Linked DNA regions of Mus musculus: region 2 is linked to region 1. Evidence: chromatin contacts called from public Hi-C data. All regions are on one chromosome and are shown on one strand. Each heading gives the region's core, a stretch centred on a gene start, on an enhancer-like site or on the middle of the called end of the contact. The rest is flanking DNA. Distances are from core to core; before and after follow the strand shown.

Region 1 (3,439 bases), core at 52-2,551:
TATTCTAGACCATCTAGTTCAACTTCCTACACAAAGAAACATATAAACCACAAGTTGCCACTGTATCTAACGGAGAACACTAACAGAATTTATTGATCTTTCTTTCCTTTCTTTCTGTCTGTCTGTTGTTTTTTGTTTTGTTTTGTTTTTTAGAGACAGGATTTCTCTGTATAGCCCTGGCTGTCCTGGAACTCACTCTGTAGACCAGCCTGGCCTCGAACTCAGAAATCTGCCTGCCTCTGCCTCCTGAGTGCTGGGACTAAAGGGGTGCACCACCACTGCCCGGCTGATCTTTCTTTTCTTTTGTAAAATTTATTTTTATTTTTAATTATGTATGTCTGTGTAGAGGTGCAGGTGTCTCCAGAACTACAGTTACAGGAGGTTGTAAACCACACAGTAGGGTGCTAGGAAACAAACTCAAGTTCTTTGAAAGTAGTGCATGCTGATTCATACATATCCACTTAGCCATCTCTCTAGCCTCTACCTGAGTTTTCAGTCAAGAGCAAATACAAAGTCGATCAACTGCATTTCTTAAGTCAGAAGATCATATAGATTATACTGAGAATAAAGCCAAACTTACACAGCAAGCAGCATTCAACACTAAATTCTTTCAAATTTCCCACCCAACTCAGCGATGGCACAGTACAATATGCCCATACTGCTTAAGCTAATATGATCAAGGACAGGGTTTTTGTACATCTTTTGAGATGCAGAAATGGAAACTTCCAAGCACTGTGGGATAGCAGGCAGATGCTCTCTTCCTCCTCCTATCAGCATCTGCTGCATTAACTTATCACAGGCAATAGTCAGGTTTGACTGGAAAACAGGGAAGAAGGGAGGGAGGAATGAGAGTGAAGGACCAGTCGCTGCCCCAACAAAACTTCTGTGGGGGTGAAGCCAGATCAAATGTTTTTTTTCATACTGTTCCAGAGTTATTTACGGTAAAAACCTCCAGCATGGCCCTTTTAGGCACAAACAAAGCCTTGTTCTCTTTCAACAACTAGTCCCTTGACTTCCCACACATTATGTTGAACAATGAAGTTGGGGCGCAGGATAAAGCAGATGACATCAACCTCCCTCAAGTCTGAGGCTTGTTTGGGAGCCCAAATTCTGGTCTGTGTCCAGCTGGATGACTTCACAGAGGGCCCTACTGTCCAGGCTGCAGGCTGTGCATAAATCTGGGGGCTGTGGCTTAGCATCACCCACCAGTCAGCAACTGACAGAGTCACTGCACCCCTTCCGGTCACTTTTATAATTTGCTCTACTTCCTAAAAGCTGGACTCTGTCCTCAGAAGTTATCACTGATTTCAAAATCTAAGCAGTCCCCTTTGCTAGATGAGTTAGGAGATGCGAAGCTACAGACAACCGGCCACTGTGTAAGAGTTCAATGGAGAAACACTAACCTTTAACTCTCATGACGGAAGAAACACGAGGTCAGGCCTTAATAAAAGCTAGAAGATTTGTATGTAATACAAAAAGAAACTAGACTGTAATGTGATCCTATGCTAATGTACAGTTGGTCTTCTGTAGTAAACCACCTCATTACTGGTCTGGTTTTAATCTTAATCCACTGATAACAGTAACATTATAAATATCAATTTAAAAGGGCCATATTTTCACTAAAAGAAAAAGGTGAGCCCAAGTAAGAATTCCGTGGAAGTGACTAATAAAAGAGCGGTTTTTCTGAGAAATAAGCAACAAGTATTCTATTATTTTCCCTCTAGTGCACAGAAATGTTCTCAATATAGACACCAGGAGTATAATCATTTCCTAAGAACCTGGAAACTGTATTACATGTATCTCTTCACATTGTCCAGCATGGGTGTTCTGCAGTCCCTACACTTAGGCCCATCAGTTCCTATGACAGTTCTTATTAGGACCTAAAGCAGCAGGGTGACATGGCTATTTCTATGAATGGGGACACTTCCAGCCTCAAATGTGGGTAGCAAAGCCTTCACAACCTATTACTAGGGATGGGTCAGCACAACTCATGCTGTGCAGTGAATGGGGAGGAGTGGAGAGGTGCAGCTGGACACCTCCAACACAGAGTGTGTCTGAAAGACGAGCCTTTGCGTGAGAAGCCCACGCGCACCCTGGCTAGCTATCCAGGTGACTTCCTGACCACTTAAATATCCTTCATCCCTCCAGTCACTTCCTCCTTACTTTTCACTACGGAGAACCACTTTTTTTCACTTTATGTTTTATCTTTGTTATTTCCACTACAACTCATAAACCAGGTAGGGCAATTACTAAATAGTAAAAAAAATTTTTGTTGTTGTTGTTGTTTTGTTTTGTTTTGTTTTTTTTTTTTTGGCTTTTCGAGACAGGGTTTCTCTGTGTAGTCCTGGCTGTCCTGGAACTCACTCTGTAGACCAGGCTGGCCTCGAACTCAGAAATCCGCCTGCCTCTGCCTCCCGAGTGCTGGGATCAAAAGCGTGCGCCACCACGCCCGGCATAAAGAAATATTTTTAAACAAGTAGAAGAATCACAAACAGAATACTCAGAACCCCTTTCATTAAAACATTCCATATCACTGGGCAGTGGTGGCCCTCGCCTTTAATCCCAGCACTCAAGAGGCAGAGGCAGAGGAAGATGGATCTCTATGAGTCTGAGGCCAGCCTGGTCTACAGAGTGAGTTCCAGGACAGCCAGGGCTACATAGTGAGACCCTGTCTCAAAAACAAAAAACAAAAAAACACAAACAAACAAACAACAAAAAACAAAAACCAACCAAACAAAAAACCCAAAGCAACAGATATAGAGAGATGGATGAATGGAAACAAACAAACAAACAACTTGGCAGTGGTGGCATAGGCCTTTAATCCCTGGGAGGCAGAGGCAGGTGAATATGAGTTTGGGCCAGCCTGGTCTAGCAAGTGAGTTCCAGGATGGCCAGGGCTATACTGAGAAACCCTGTCTCAAGAAACCAAAAAAGCCTCGTTGGACATCTGGTCACTTCACTCTCACATGAGGCCAGAGAACAACTCAGTGGAACAAAGCACAGCTGGGTCCCTGAATACAGGCTCATTCATCTCAGCTGCTTTAACTCCGTGAGCTCCACCAGCACTCCACCTATGGAAGGGCCTGGATGGATGGACTAAGTAACTGGGACCACACACTCTATACTTAATGCAGTCACTAGCAATTTAGTCCAAATGCACGAGTAGAGAGCCAAACTTTCCTCATCCACTCTCCTACAGGGATGGTGGTTCCCCTGTAATCTCGCACTTGGGAGGCAGAGGCAGGAGGATCAGAAGTTCAAGGTCATCCTCTACTATCCTTTGCTACACAAACACTCCTCAAGCCCTTCCCCCAACCCTGGAAAAGAAAACTAAGAGAGCTAAGCATTGTGGTAAGTGACTATAATCCCAACAGGCAAGGGGGACTGCAGCAAATTCAAGGTCAGCATGAGCTATGCAGTCCGTTTTCAAACAAACAAG
Region 2 (3,215 bases), core at 581-3,080, 210 kb after region 1:
AGCAGCCAGAAAATCTGACCTTTGATCTTCCAGAAGGTCATGGGGTTCAGTTTGTGATGCCCAGAGTGTGGGGTGGGGCAAAGCTGCTCACCCTGTGGCTGCTGGGAACCAAAGAGAGAAAGAGGAGAGGGAGGAGTTGAGGGTCCCAACAGCCTTCAAGGGAACACACAATGACCTAACAGCTTTCTACCAGGTCCTAAAAGGTCCACCATTTCCTAAAGGTTCTAGGACTTCCCAAGAACGTCACATGTTGGTGGCTGTTGGCCAATCAAGGCCCCTATGCATATTGGTCTTTGGGGGATATTTAAGATCTAAACTGTAATGCTTAGTAACTACGTGTTACTAAACTGTGTCCTGTTTGGAGGGTGGCCTTCCCTCCTCACCCACGCTTTCCTGATCCTTGACAGGCAATAGAGCTCGTATCCTGGAACCAAAGACAGACATGCTAAGAACTTTCCAAGAAAGACTCTGTCACTGCCTCCTCTGATCCCATCCTCCCATTTTTCAATCCCTTTAAAAGTTTGTTTCAGCCGGGCGTGGTGGCACACGCCTTTAATCCTAGTACTCGGGAGACAGAGGCAGGCGGATTTCTGAGTTCGAGGCCAGCCTGGTCTACAAAGTGAGTTCCAGGACAGCCAGGGCTACACAGAGAAACCCTGTCTCAAAAAACCAAAAAGCTTGTTTCATTTTACTTTTGAGATTACAGTATAATTACATTTCTGCCTTCCCTTTCCCCCTCTGAAGCCTTCTGTACACACCTCTCCACTGGCCTGCAAACTCATGGCCTCTTTTTTTATTATTGCATGTATGTGTATTCCTAAATATAACCAGCTCAGATCCTATCATGTCACTCAAATGCATGTTTTCAGGGGTGCCCACTTGACACTGGTCATCCAGTTGGTGTGCTCTTCTTTGGGGAGGACCACCTCTCCTGCTCCCACCTTTCCCGAGTTGCTTAGAGTTCCTTGTTTAGCACTGAGGCCTCATGGGCTTTTCTCCATCTACTGTGGCATGCCCACTGGTGTCCTCCTTGTTTGGCTTACATGTGGGTAGCCCCGCTGGTGAGATTTTATGGCTTGAGGGCTTCGGATGTTGCTAGGAGACACAATCTCACAGTAAACTCTGGTCCTCTGGCTCTGACAATCTTTCCCCCTCTTCGTCTTCAAGGTTCCCTGAGCTTTACGTGCAAGAATGTTTTGTAGACGTATCCACTGGGACTGGGCCATTCTGCATGCTGATTGGTTGTTGTTTTCTGTAATGGCCGCCATCTGTAGCAAAGAGAAGTTTCCTTGGTGTGGAGACCACACTTATCTGCGGACATAAGGACAAACGTTTATAGATTGTTGTTAGGGAGGATGCTGGGTTAGTAAATTAGCGATTGTAGATTCTCCTCCAATAGCCATGACTTCACAAGACTGAGTAGTTAGCTAGGTCTCCAGTACCAGGCATGGTCTCCCTCTTGCTAAGCAAGCCGTAAGTCCAATTTGAGAGCTGTTGGTTACCACCACGGTATGTGTGTCACGGTATGTGTGTCACACTATGTGTGCCCCTGTAGGGTTATCAGGCCATGCTGGTCATTGATGTGGTTCATAGGCAACATAGCTGCCTAGGTCACCTCCCTCCTTTGGAAGTTTTCATGCTGCTTTCTGGTGCTATGAAAGCCAGTCCTCAAGGAAGGGACATTCAGCGACCCCATTTTTCTTTCATAAAAGAGTTTCTAATTTGTAGCTGGGTGCTTGGCTATCTTGATCACAGCTCATATTCCTCAGACCTCTTTCTCTGTTAGGGGCCAAGTCAACCACTGAGCTGTAAGCAGTGTCTACACATTCCAGGAAGTAGATAGTGGGTGAGTTCATTACTCAGCTTTTCACTGTAACCCAATACGTGCGAGCTTATCTCGGGAGGAGGAAGGATTCATTTGGCTTTTGGTTTCAGATGGTAGAATTCATCTTGATGGAAAAGGTGTGGCTCACTAGAGATTGCCGAGCTGACAATCTCTCCCATCCTGGCTAGCCAGAAGCCAGGCTGAGTCTCACCCTTAAGGCCTGGGCCCTAGCAACTCACTTCTGCCATGCAAGTCTTACCTCTTTAAAGTTCTACAACCACCAAAACTACCACCATACAGGTGTTCAAACACGAGTGTGTGGGACTCATTTCCCATCCAACCTTATTCTCTTTCCAGTGGCTGGGACATGGGTGTGGTGGCAGATCTCAAGCAGGCTCTTGGCAGTGTGCACACACATAGCTCAGTGAAGGAGCAGATTGTGAACAGCCATGCACTATTTGTTTTTAACACTTGCAAAATAAATGTGTATTTTGTTTACACTACAGTTATCTAACATTTTTTGACCCAGAGCAAAACACAAACTTGAATGGCATATTTATTTTCTCAATCTCTCTTACTGCTAAGAAAGGACACGAAACCAAGTTCAATTAAAGGAAGCCTTCTTGCCCAGGGCAGTCTTAGCAGGAAGCTCAAGTTCCTGAGACAGCGGTGGTGACATCCAGTGTGGAGTGTGGTTGAGGCAAGATCTAGGCTTTGTTGGCAGCACTGGGACCTCGCTGAGTGCTATATTTAGTGGTATGGCTCCCACTACTGTCCTCCTGTTCACCCAACGATTCTGTGACCTAATATTCTGCTAATAAATTCTGCCACTCAGTCATCAATGTAGTCTTAGCCCCTGTCAAAAGACTTTTTAATAAAAGTTCCCAAGGCAGTTAGTTGGCTCTGCCATCAAATTAGTCACTGAATAAAATGTGTTAAAAGTCTATGTGAGGCATGAGTCCCATCTAAAAGTCAGAATTTTCTCACACCTTTGTTTCTATAGATACTTCTGGGACAGAACGAGGTTCTTTGAAATAGCTGGTATCTCCTGTTGTACGGAAGTGTGCCATCTGCTTGCAGAAGCCTTGATATTTGGGGGCCGACCAGGACCAAATTAAACACAGCATAGGAGTTTGTCAGAAGCACACCCGAAGGGCAGGGATACTTCATTTGTCCTAGAGTGATTTACACAAAAAACCTCAGCTCTTTAAAACTTTGTCAGGAATGAGGAAAAAGACAAAAACCAACAAGAACCAGGGTGGGGTAGAGAAGGAAAGAAAAAAAAATCAAGAAAAACCTCAAACCAAATGAACACACAACCAACAGCGCTCAAAGAAAAACAATACACAAAAAGATTGTTCACAGCCAACACAAACGCTGCAGAACACAC

What was found. A called contact is a pair of places that touch in the nucleus more often than the background predicts.
Region 2: a contact with region 1 is called in a Hi-C map of bone marrow-derived macrophages, with 29 read pairs. The contact joins two enhancer-like sites. A contact is called at or near these places in 1 of 39 promoter capture datasets (pre-B cells), 1 of 484 Hi-C or Micro-C datasets (bone marrow-derived macrophages), 2 of 115 datasets of contacts at active chromatin or transcription factors (embryonic forebrain and microglia) and 3 of 9 other capture datasets (adipose tissue, liver and pancreatic islet).

What each region holds. Positions count from the first base shown.
Region 1 is chr12:85,365,345-85,368,783 of GRCm38.p6, forward strand. All of the region lies in intron 1 of Tmed10 (transmembrane p24 trafficking protein 10), which reads right to left. Among named protein-coding and RNA genes, the nearest start is that of Tmed10, 7.7 kb to the right of the region's middle. Within about 2 kb of position 1,302, at least 89 of the 459 cell types and tissues checked have an H3K27ac peak or open chromatin away from gene starts, as enhancers often do. A contact at or near this core is called in bone marrow-derived macrophages, where this site is marked.
Region 2 is chr12:85,573,136-85,576,350 of GRCm38.p6, forward strand. The region is part of intron 1 of Gm32348 (a long non-coding RNA gene); the gene reads left to right. Among named protein-coding and RNA genes, the nearest start is that of Gm32348, 4.9 kb to the left of the region's middle. Within about 2 kb of position 1,831, at least 31 of the 459 cell types and tissues checked have an H3K27ac peak or open chromatin away from gene starts, as enhancers often do. A contact at or near this core is called in bone marrow-derived macrophages, where this site is marked.